Regions from separate parts of the Triticum aestivum genome. Here region 1 is linked to region 2. Evidence: chromatin contacts called from public HiCAR-type data. All regions are on one chromosome and are shown on one strand. The core of a region is the stretch at or near the end of the contact, and the rest is flanking DNA. Distances in the headings are between cores, read along the strand shown.

Region 1 (4,736 bases), core at 1,997-4,496, 560 kb before region 2:
GGCCAAAACAGTTGAAGAATTTCCGTCCTATTAGTCTATGCAACGTTCTATACAAAATCGCTTCGAAGGTTTTGGCTAACCGGCTCAAAAAATTCTGCCGTTGGTCATTTCTGATTACCAGAGTGCATTTGTCCCAGGAAGACTTATCACGGATAATACCTTGATTGCCTATGAATGCATGCATACTATTCGGTGTCAACGGGTGAAAAAACCTTATTTTGCCTTGAAGATTGATATGATGAAAGCATATGATCGCGTGGAGTGGTGCTATCTTCATGGTTGTCTTTTGAAGCTTGGTTTTGCTCCGTCTTGGATTGATACTGTGATGCATTGTGTCACTAATGTCCGATATGCTGTTAGGGTTAATGGTGAACTTACTAAAGTTGTTGTTCCTTCACGTGGTATTGGCCAAGGTGATCCAATCAGTCCCTACTTGTTTCTTATTTGCACTGAAGGTTTGTCAAGTCTGTTACTACAGAAAGAGAGATGTGGCGGGCTCCAAGGTATTCATAACGACCGTCATGGCCCACCTATCTCACATCTTCTCTTCGCTGATGACAGTATCTTCTTTGCAAGAAGTGATCCAAGGAGTGTGGTTGCTCTGGAGACTACCCTGTATAAGTACTGCAGCGGGTCTGGCCAATTGATCAATAAAGATAAGTCCTCTTTATTTTTTGGAAACCATTGTGATGTAGTGGTGAAGACTCGTGTCAAATCTCAGTTGGGAATAAGTTGTGAAGCTCTTTAGAAAACATATTTGGGAATGCCCACTGAGGTTGGACAGTCATCTATGGCTACTTTCAATATTTGGCCTGATAAAGCATGGCAGCGGATGCATGCTTGGTCGGATCGTCCTGCATCTCGGGCGGGTAAGGAGGCACTTTTTAAGTCTGTCATTCAAGCAATTCCATCACACGTCATGAGCTGTTTTCAGTTTCCAATTGCCACTTGTGAAAAGTTAAGACAAATCATTGCGGACAATTGGTGGAGCTGCGAGGATGGGAAGAAAAAACTGCACTGAAGGTCATGGGAATGGTAACTACACCTAAGTTTCTTGGCGGGATGGGTTTTCGTGATATGGTTTTATTCAATCAGGCCATGCTTGGTAGACAAGGTTGGCGTATTCTTACCTCGCCGGATTCCCTCTGCGCCCGGGTTCTCAAGGGCAGATATTTCCCTCATGGCGATTTTTGGCATGCTGTTGCACCTAGATCGGCCTTTTATACATGGCGTAGTATTTTATTTGGTCGTGAGCTACTGAAGCAAGGGGTACAATGGGGCATTGGCAATGGAGCGGCTGTTCGTATTAATGGTGATCATTGGATACCGTCCACGCCGCCTAATTTACTTCAAACAATGTCTCCGATACCGTCTACGGCTACAGTCAAGTGTCTTCTGGATGAGGACCAAGGTACCTGGTGTGAGGATACGGTTCGAGCGTTTTTCAGTGAGAATATTGCCAATGAGATTATGTTGCTTCCTGTTGGTCAACATGGTGATGATGATTATGTGAGATGGCCTCACACGAGATTTGGAGAATATTTTGTACGATCAGCGTATAATTTGGCTCGGACAGCTCATTTCCAACGAGTTCATAGTGTGCCTGGACGTGGAATGGCATCGGATGGCATGACTATTATGAAAAGTTGGAAATCTATTTGGTCTATCAAGGCTCCAAATAAGATGAAGGTGGTCCTTTGGAGGCTTGCTCACGATTGCCTCCCATCAGGTATTCAACTCCAACGTCGTCATGTGCCAACTTCTAACCTATGTTGTTTCTGTGGGAGGACGGAAGGAATCGAGCACTCGCTGTTGTTTTGCCCTTTTGCTTATGAGACCTGGTCGCAAGTGAAGCAATCCTTCGACATTAAGCTATGGGGGTCCAATTTTTCTTCGCCAAAGCAGTGGTTGTTTGATTTCCTTTCTCGTTCCTCGGATCAGCAGACTACGGTCATGGCTGTTACTATATGGCATATTTGGGAGGCGCGGAACTCTGTTCGAAACAATGAAGATGAGCCACATCCTGTTCGTACCGTTTTTAAGATAAAAGCATATGTTGATTTGATCTTTCGGCATCTATACAAACCGGATCTTGTGCATAGGCGTGAGAGCATTGCCTCAAGTACTTCTTGGTCTCCGCCGCCGCCGGGTTCTGTATTATTCATGTGTGATGCCGTGATCTTCTCTGAGCTAAGTAAGTTTGGTGCAGGTGTGGTTGCTCTCAACTCTGATGGACAATTTGTTATTGCATGTAGAGAAGCCAACTATGGAAGCCCTGAACCTGAATTAGCTGAGGCATGTGCCCTTCGGCGAGCAGTTTACCTTGTATGTGAGATGGGATGTGATTCGGTGATATTCGCCTCCGATTGCCTCTCTTTGGTGCAGAGAATCAACTCCCATGTTCGCGATCGTTCACTCGTTGGTGCTGTGGTCTCGGAGATCAAAGATGGCATATCGAATATTCTTTTTTCTCGGGTCAAGTTTATTCGTCGGCAGTCTAATGTTTTAGCTCATAATTTAGCTAAGTCATGTTTGAGCTGTAATGGTCTTTGTGTTTTCACTTCTACTTCGGAATGTATCCGAGAGACTGTTTGTAATTATGTTGCTTGATTAATAAAGTGCCGACGTTTTTCTCAAAAAAAACCAAATTAGCCACATTCCGTATCTCCAATCAAACATCGAAACGAAACCATTTAATTACAGCTTTTCTAACCCTCAGAAACAAAATTAAAGCTTTTCTTTCGCTCCAGTCAAATGCGCAGATGAAACCAACCCATTCATGGAACGGAACCGCCGCATGCACAGATCGAACCGTTCCATTCGATCCTCGGCCAGACACGCTATCGAGCACAATAAGAAGACTATCCTCGTGTCAATGGCAATGTTGCGTCTAAAAATGGATATAATGGATATAGGGGATTGTGCAAATCGAGCAAAAACCAATAGCCATTGACCATTCTCCCAGTCCAGTCTGGCAAGAGCGCCCCACCGCCACGCCTGTGTCGTGGGCCGTGGCCCCCAGCCAGCCCGACCGGGTCGCTCACCGCAAAAGGCCGACGACGGCAGGGCAGGCAGCCAACTCGGCGGCTCGGGTCAATCCAGCGTTTAAGACACGCGCCCATATCCCGGGCCCCCACCCCCCAGGCACTGGCGCATCCGGCAACCACCGCATGATTGCCATCGCGTCGCATCGCGGCAAACAACGTACCCCGTCCCCCTTCCAATATGCGCCTCCCACGACGCCGTTCGTCCTCCTCCCCCCTCCCAATCCCCGCCCTCTCCTCCGCCCCCTCCGCCTCACTCCAGCTTGGCCTCGCGCGGCACCTTCTGGAGAGGAGAGGGCCGTTATAAAGGCGCCGCTCCCCGGTTCCCATCCCGCCGATTCTTCTGGTGCCAGCCAGCCGCCGCCGCCCCTCCCTCCCCGCTTCTTCTTTATAATCAATCCTCCAGCCCAGCCAATCCAATCATTCCGAACCCGCGATTCCCATCCCGTCACCCCACCCCCACCGCACCGCCACGCGCCCCGCGTGTTCTCTTCGAGGCTTTTCCCCTGCTCTTCCTCCTCCTCCTCCTCGGGGCCCGAACGGCCGGCGAGGGCAAGAATTCTCTGCCCTGCCCTGGTCTGAACCTGGCACGATTCTTGCCCGGTCCGAGTGACGGCCTACTGGCCCCGCCGGCGGTTGATGATGTCATGTGGCCCCTCTGCTTCATCTCGGACAGGCTGTTCAAGGTGCCGGGAGACGACGGCGGCGACGGCGACGGCCCGGGCGCGCCGCTGCCCCCCGACGGCCGAATCCCGCTAGCACGCCGATCCTACTTCATCGATGTCAGTCCCCCCTCTCGCCTCTCTATATTGCTTTATCATATCATGTCATCACTGCGTGACTCTCGTGTAGTACATGTAGCGATTCTTGAATCGCCGCGCGGCATTCAGTCCGACTCTCTCCCTGCGCCGGCTTCGATTGACATTTCGGTTGCTTTGCCGGTGCTTCCAGGTCCCTCACGTGCAGCAGGCCTTCACCTGGGACTGCGGCCTCGCTTGCGTGCTCATGGTGCTGAGGACCCTGGGGCTTGATTGCTGCCACGGCATTGCCGAACTCGAGAAGCTCTGCCGCACCACAAGGTATCCCATTTAGCAGTTAAAAATTTGGGTTCGTTAAGAAACTAGCTGCGCCGTACTGCTTGAATTCTTGCTTGAGCCAGTGGCGGTGCTGCCTGGTAACCTGGAGGAATATTAATTTAGCCGTGCCGTGGTACTTTGAGTTGTTTTATTAACGTAGTAGTGTGTTTAAAGGCCAAGCACAAAGCTAAGTACTGTAGCTAACAATAATTGTTTGGTTGTTGTGGAATATATTTGTCGAAATAGTGGTGCTTCGGGCAGCTAACTGTTATAAACAGACAAAACACATGAGTTGCTTTGCAGAGGGAAAAAAAACGTACTGTCACACTATGAAGGTTTATCTAGAAGGGCCAGGGAATCCTTATTGAAGTCTGAACTAGTAAACGGTTGGTTACTAAGCCATCCATCAAGCTACAAATATTACTATAGATGGAGTATTGAACAGCTAAACATGAATTGGTGATGTATTCGTTCTTTGAAACGAAATAATACCAAAAGAACTATATTGATAATCAGACCTGCATTCTGAAAGATGGGAACCAGATTCGGTGTTCTGCTGTCATGTACTAGCACCGAATTATCTGTCCCAGTTTTATAGGTTTATCTCCCAGTAATG
Region 2 (4,573 bases), core at 1,433-3,932:
CCCCGCGCCACCCGGAGCAAGGCCGTGCCACTCCGCTGAGACGAGAGCCACGGGCGCGTCGTGCCTCGCCAGAGCCACCCCCACCCGCCGCCGACATGCGAACCACGCCGGCGAGAGGACCTCCGCGCCAGATCTGGCGTCCCGCGCCGCCAGGAGCCTGGAGAGGAGGGGAGAAACCCCGCCGCCGCCGACCCGTCCGGGCTTTGCCCGACGTCGTCCCTTGGCGGCGGCGAGGGAGAGGGGAGGCGGGGCGGGAGGACTGGCGGCGGCGCGATTTAGGGTTCCTCCCGGGCCGCTTGCGGGAGCGGCAGGGGGAAGAATTTTTTTTTAGGGGTAAATGAACTGGAGATGATAATTCCTGGCTGGCGTCCGCGAGGTTAGGGGGCCCTCAGCCTGGCAGGGCCCGCCCCGTCGGTAGGAGCGGTTGGGTAGGCCCAACGAAGCGGCAGACGAGAGCGAAACCAAGGTTGGCCGCGGGTGAGAGCGGCGTGGTGGGGCCCACGGGACCCCCGTTGCGGTGCGGGGATCTCCGGCGTCCGGTTCGCAGAGATTCACAGGATTCCGAGAGCCCGGCTCCGGTGCCCCAGCAGGCCGATGACAGGTGGGGTCCGGCCTAGGCAACTGGCCGGCGCTGCACATCGTACTATACTACAGTTTCCCGTTTGCCTATGTCCTTATCCAGAGCTCTCAAAAGAGAGGGCTCTGGGCGGCCGTCGAGAAAAGCCCGTAAATTGGAGTAGAATTTCTCTAATATGTGAAAAGGAAGGAAAAAAAAATACAAGTTCGGTCACCAAGCGGCGGATGGGCACTCGTCGCCGACCGCCCCACCGCGTCGACCAGCGCCGTCTCACAGTCACCGGGTTACCGGGTCACGCCCATTCCGGCGCCGCCATGAACCGCCGGGCCAGTACCACGACCGCCAGTACAGTACTGCTGTCTGTCTAACGCAAGTACGTACAGTACCTTCCACCGGATCGCATCGGCCGCCCACTTCACTCCACTTCACTTTACAGCGGCAGGTTACCGGGCGCGCGCCGTGTATTTCCACCGGGTGCAGGCAGCTCAGCATTTCGCCAGTTTTCTACTCGAGCCCGTACCCGACATCACGCCATCAACCCACGCCCTTTCCCTTTTCCACTCCGTATACCACACCACAGCACACCCGCCTTTAAAGCGCCCGCGACTTTAATGCGCTGTAGCAGTACAAAGAACACAACTTAAATTCCCAAAGCCTACCTAGAGAAATCTCCCTCGCTCAGAGGAAGTGGACGCAATTCTCGTGACCGCATCGCAAAAACTCCCGCCGCTTCTTTACTCCCGCCCAATTTAATGGCATGAAACCAAACCTCGGCTGAGGCTGGTCATAGTGGAGAGTAACTTAGACTGGTACTCCCTCCGTCCGGGTGTATAAGTCATTTGCGTAGTTCTAGGTCATCGATTTGAGGAATTAAATATGTGTTATATGCCATGAAAAGTATATCACTAGATTTCCACGCGGATGTAGTTTCTAAATATATATTTTTTGTCACATATAATACATATTTAGATAGTTAAATTATCGACCTAGAACTACGCGAATGACTTATACACCGGGACGGAGGTAGTAACATACATATGTTACTAGTCTATGTTACTAACTTCATAGTGGGTAGTGTCATAGGTGTGGTAACATAGTTGCCTTCATTTATTACTTTGTAGACTCATTATGCATTGGAAACCGCTATGTGATGGTAACATATTATGTTACTCTATTTGCCTCTCTCCTCATTAACTACTTGCCACATCACCAATTTTGTTTATGTGGCATCTATGTTACTATCTATGTTACTCCCACTATGATCATGGTGATGTGGCAAGTAGTTAATGAGGAGAGAGGCAAATAGAGTAACATAATATGTTACCATCACATAGCGGTTTCCAATGCATAATGAGTCTACAAAGTAATAAATGAAGGCAACTATGTTACCACACCTATGACACTACCCACTATGAAGGTAATAATATAGACTAGTAACATATGTATGATACTAGTCTAAGTTACTCCCCACTATGACCAGCCTGACCAGCCTGAGCCAGAGCAGAGCAGTTGCACTTGCGGCACTGGCCGGCCGGCCGGCAGGCGCTCACTGCACTAGTTTCGGTTTAGGTTTAGGTCAGTGCCTGACGAAGGAAGAAAATTTGCCTTTCCCGCTATTCTGATTTGGTTGTAGAGTGGGTTCAGCTACCGTTAACTATCTGGTGAGTGGGTGGAATGCCATTGACATGGCGCACATAAAATGTATTAATAATAATAATAGTAACCTATAATGCTACTACTGTATATCAGATCTAGAACGATAGATTACAGCAGGCAGAGTGCAACATGCTCCGTGCAATTAATCGGAGCACAATTTGTAAATAATTTTAAAAAAAAGTGGGTAAAAGAAAAAGTTCGGAGCACAATTCATTCTGAAGAAAAAAGTCAGAATATACTTCAGAAATTGTGTGCAGACGAGGTACTAGTATGCGAGCTGAGCCTACCGGGCTACGGTTCACACGCATCGTCACAGGCACAGCTCACTCCACTCACAAATGCATGCACGGCAGGTTAAAAAAGAAAAGAGAGCTCCTTAATGAAGGAAAATAATTATTTCCCCACAAATCTCGCCGCTGGCCTCTCTTTTATAAACCCATCGGACAGAGAGGGAGAGCAGCATTTGCACCCGCCGAAGCCCATCGACATTCCCCTCCCTCTCCTCTCCTTCTCCGTCCCACGACCCCCCACCTCTCTCCGCTGATAAGCACAGCACTCCTCTGCCTTCCATTCGACGGCCGGCCCGCTCGCTCGGATTGCCCGGACTAGGATTCTTCAAGGTGGAGCAAATGGCGGTGGAGTGGTCCGACGGCGGCGAGGAGTTCCTTCTTCCTGACGAGTTCTTGGACGACGACTTCTTCTCCGAGGAGGAGAAGGCGGCGGTGGCCGCGCGGAGCGAGAGTGATGAGGAGGACAGCTTGGCTGGCCTCTCGCGCCGCCTCGCGGGCCTCCTCGGCGGTGACAAACTCGCCGTCACGCCTGCCAAGGTTGGTTTCTTGCTCCTTCAATCTTTCTGTTTGCGTGGTTTGTTATGCGTAGTACCTGCGCCGGTTCCTGACTCTTGGCTTCTTTGTTTGGCAGGAGGAGGTGACTGCAGGGTCGCCCAAGTCGACGCTGTGTGGGCTGCCTAAGTCGGGCCAGGAGAGCCCCAACAGCGGCGCGTCTCACGGGAACTCGCCGCCGTCGTCCCCGCTGGAGCAGCAGCCGGCCGACCCGTGGGACGTCCTCTACGAGGCAGCCGGGCTGGTCAACAGCATCCCGGCGCCGGGCAACCCCTACGGCCTACACGGCGGCGGTGGCTTTCTGCCGCCTGCGCGGAAGGCCTCGCCTCCTCCTCCGCCGCCTCACGTGCCCTTGCCAGCCGGCACGGCCGCGGGCGGCGTGTACTACCACCCGTTCGCGCACCTCATCACGCAGCGCCAGATACAGGCTGCCAGGGTGAGTTCTCAGTTGCATGGCGCTCTTGTTATGCGTCTCCTACCTCAAGATTTCTTGGTTTTAACATCTTTGTTTTGTGTTTGTGTTATGCAGTATCATCTCCTCAAACAGCAGCAGCTCTTCAAGCAGCAGAGGGACCGGCAGCTGGCCGCGGCCGCCGCATGGGGCGTGCGCCGTAACGCGGCAGCCAAGAGGGCGGGCGCCGCTCCTATTGACCTGAGCCCGGCGTCGTTCCCGCCGCTGTTGAAGACGCAGCTGCAGCATACGCCTGCACCCCACCCTACCCATCCCGCCGCCGCTGGCATGCGGGCCGTCTTCCTGACGCCGCCCGGGGCCAAGCGCGAGCGCAATGGCACCGGCGTCTTCCTCCCGCGCCCGGCCGGCGCCCCCGCCGAGGCCAGGAAGAAGTCTGGTGCGTGTGCCCCTCGTAACACCTGTTTTGGCCGTTCTGGTTGTTGATTACCCGGGCTGGCGTTCGTCGTTGGTGGCTAAATATTCTTCCTGTTTGGTGTTTTTCGCGTCATTGCAGGCTGCTCGACGGTTCTTGTCCCCGCCCGTGTCGTGCATGCTCTGAATCTGAACCTCGACGACCTCGGCGCCCAGCCTCGCTACGCCGGCGGCATCGTTCTTGATCATGGTAAACATCTCATCCTGAACTAGCTTAATTGTGTTAATTAATGGCAAGTTAATCTGACAGCGAGCTCTGTTGTTGCGCAGATGCCTTGATCAGTCGGAGCAACGCCATGCTCGCAAGCCAGAAGATGCGAGCTGCGGAGGCCTCGGCGCCACCGGCGCTCTGCCACAGTTCGTGAACCCAGTCTCCTGCCGGAACATTCCGCGTTCTTGGCTCCGTTTAATCTCGAAAATAAAAATTAGTATCAGCAGTAATTTGTAGTAGGTTGTAGTGGTCATATCCTAGTAATAGAAGTAGAAGAGCAGTATTAGCAGCGTCAGTTTTAGCAGGTGTGTATTTTGGATTGGTGACACATTGGTTTTGGGGTGCCGGCGATAAGCGGTGGAGATGGATGAAGAAACAAGAAATCCATGTCTAGTAGTCGGTTT

Evidence for each region. HiCAR-type assays count read pairs that join an accessible place to other places.
Region 1: a contact with region 2 is called in a HiCAR-type map of leaf, with 4 times the contacts expected there. The contact joins the promoter of LOC123135637 here to the promoter of LOC123135629 in region 2. A contact is called at or near these places in 2 of 5 Hi-C or Micro-C datasets (leaf and root) and 1 of 1 datasets of contacts at active chromatin or transcription factors (leaf).

What each region holds. Positions count from the first base shown.
Region 1 is chr1B:511,116,342-511,121,077 of IWGSC CS RefSeq v2.1, reverse strand. It overlaps LOC123135637 (guanylyl cyclase 1), which reads left to right and starts at 3,246. Exons shown (of 9, transcript XM_044554798.1): 1 at 3,246-3,826; 2 at 3,996-4,123. The coding sequence starts at 3,692.
Region 2 is chr1B:510,554,452-510,559,024 of IWGSC CS RefSeq v2.1, reverse strand. LOC123135629 (synaptojanin-1) reads left to right here and starts at 2,682. Exons shown (of 5, transcript XM_044554786.1): 1 at 2,682-3,060; 2 at 3,155-3,511; 3 at 3,605-3,923; 4 at 4,041-4,148; 5 at 4,229-4,573. The coding sequence starts at 2,863. The coding sequence ends at 4,323.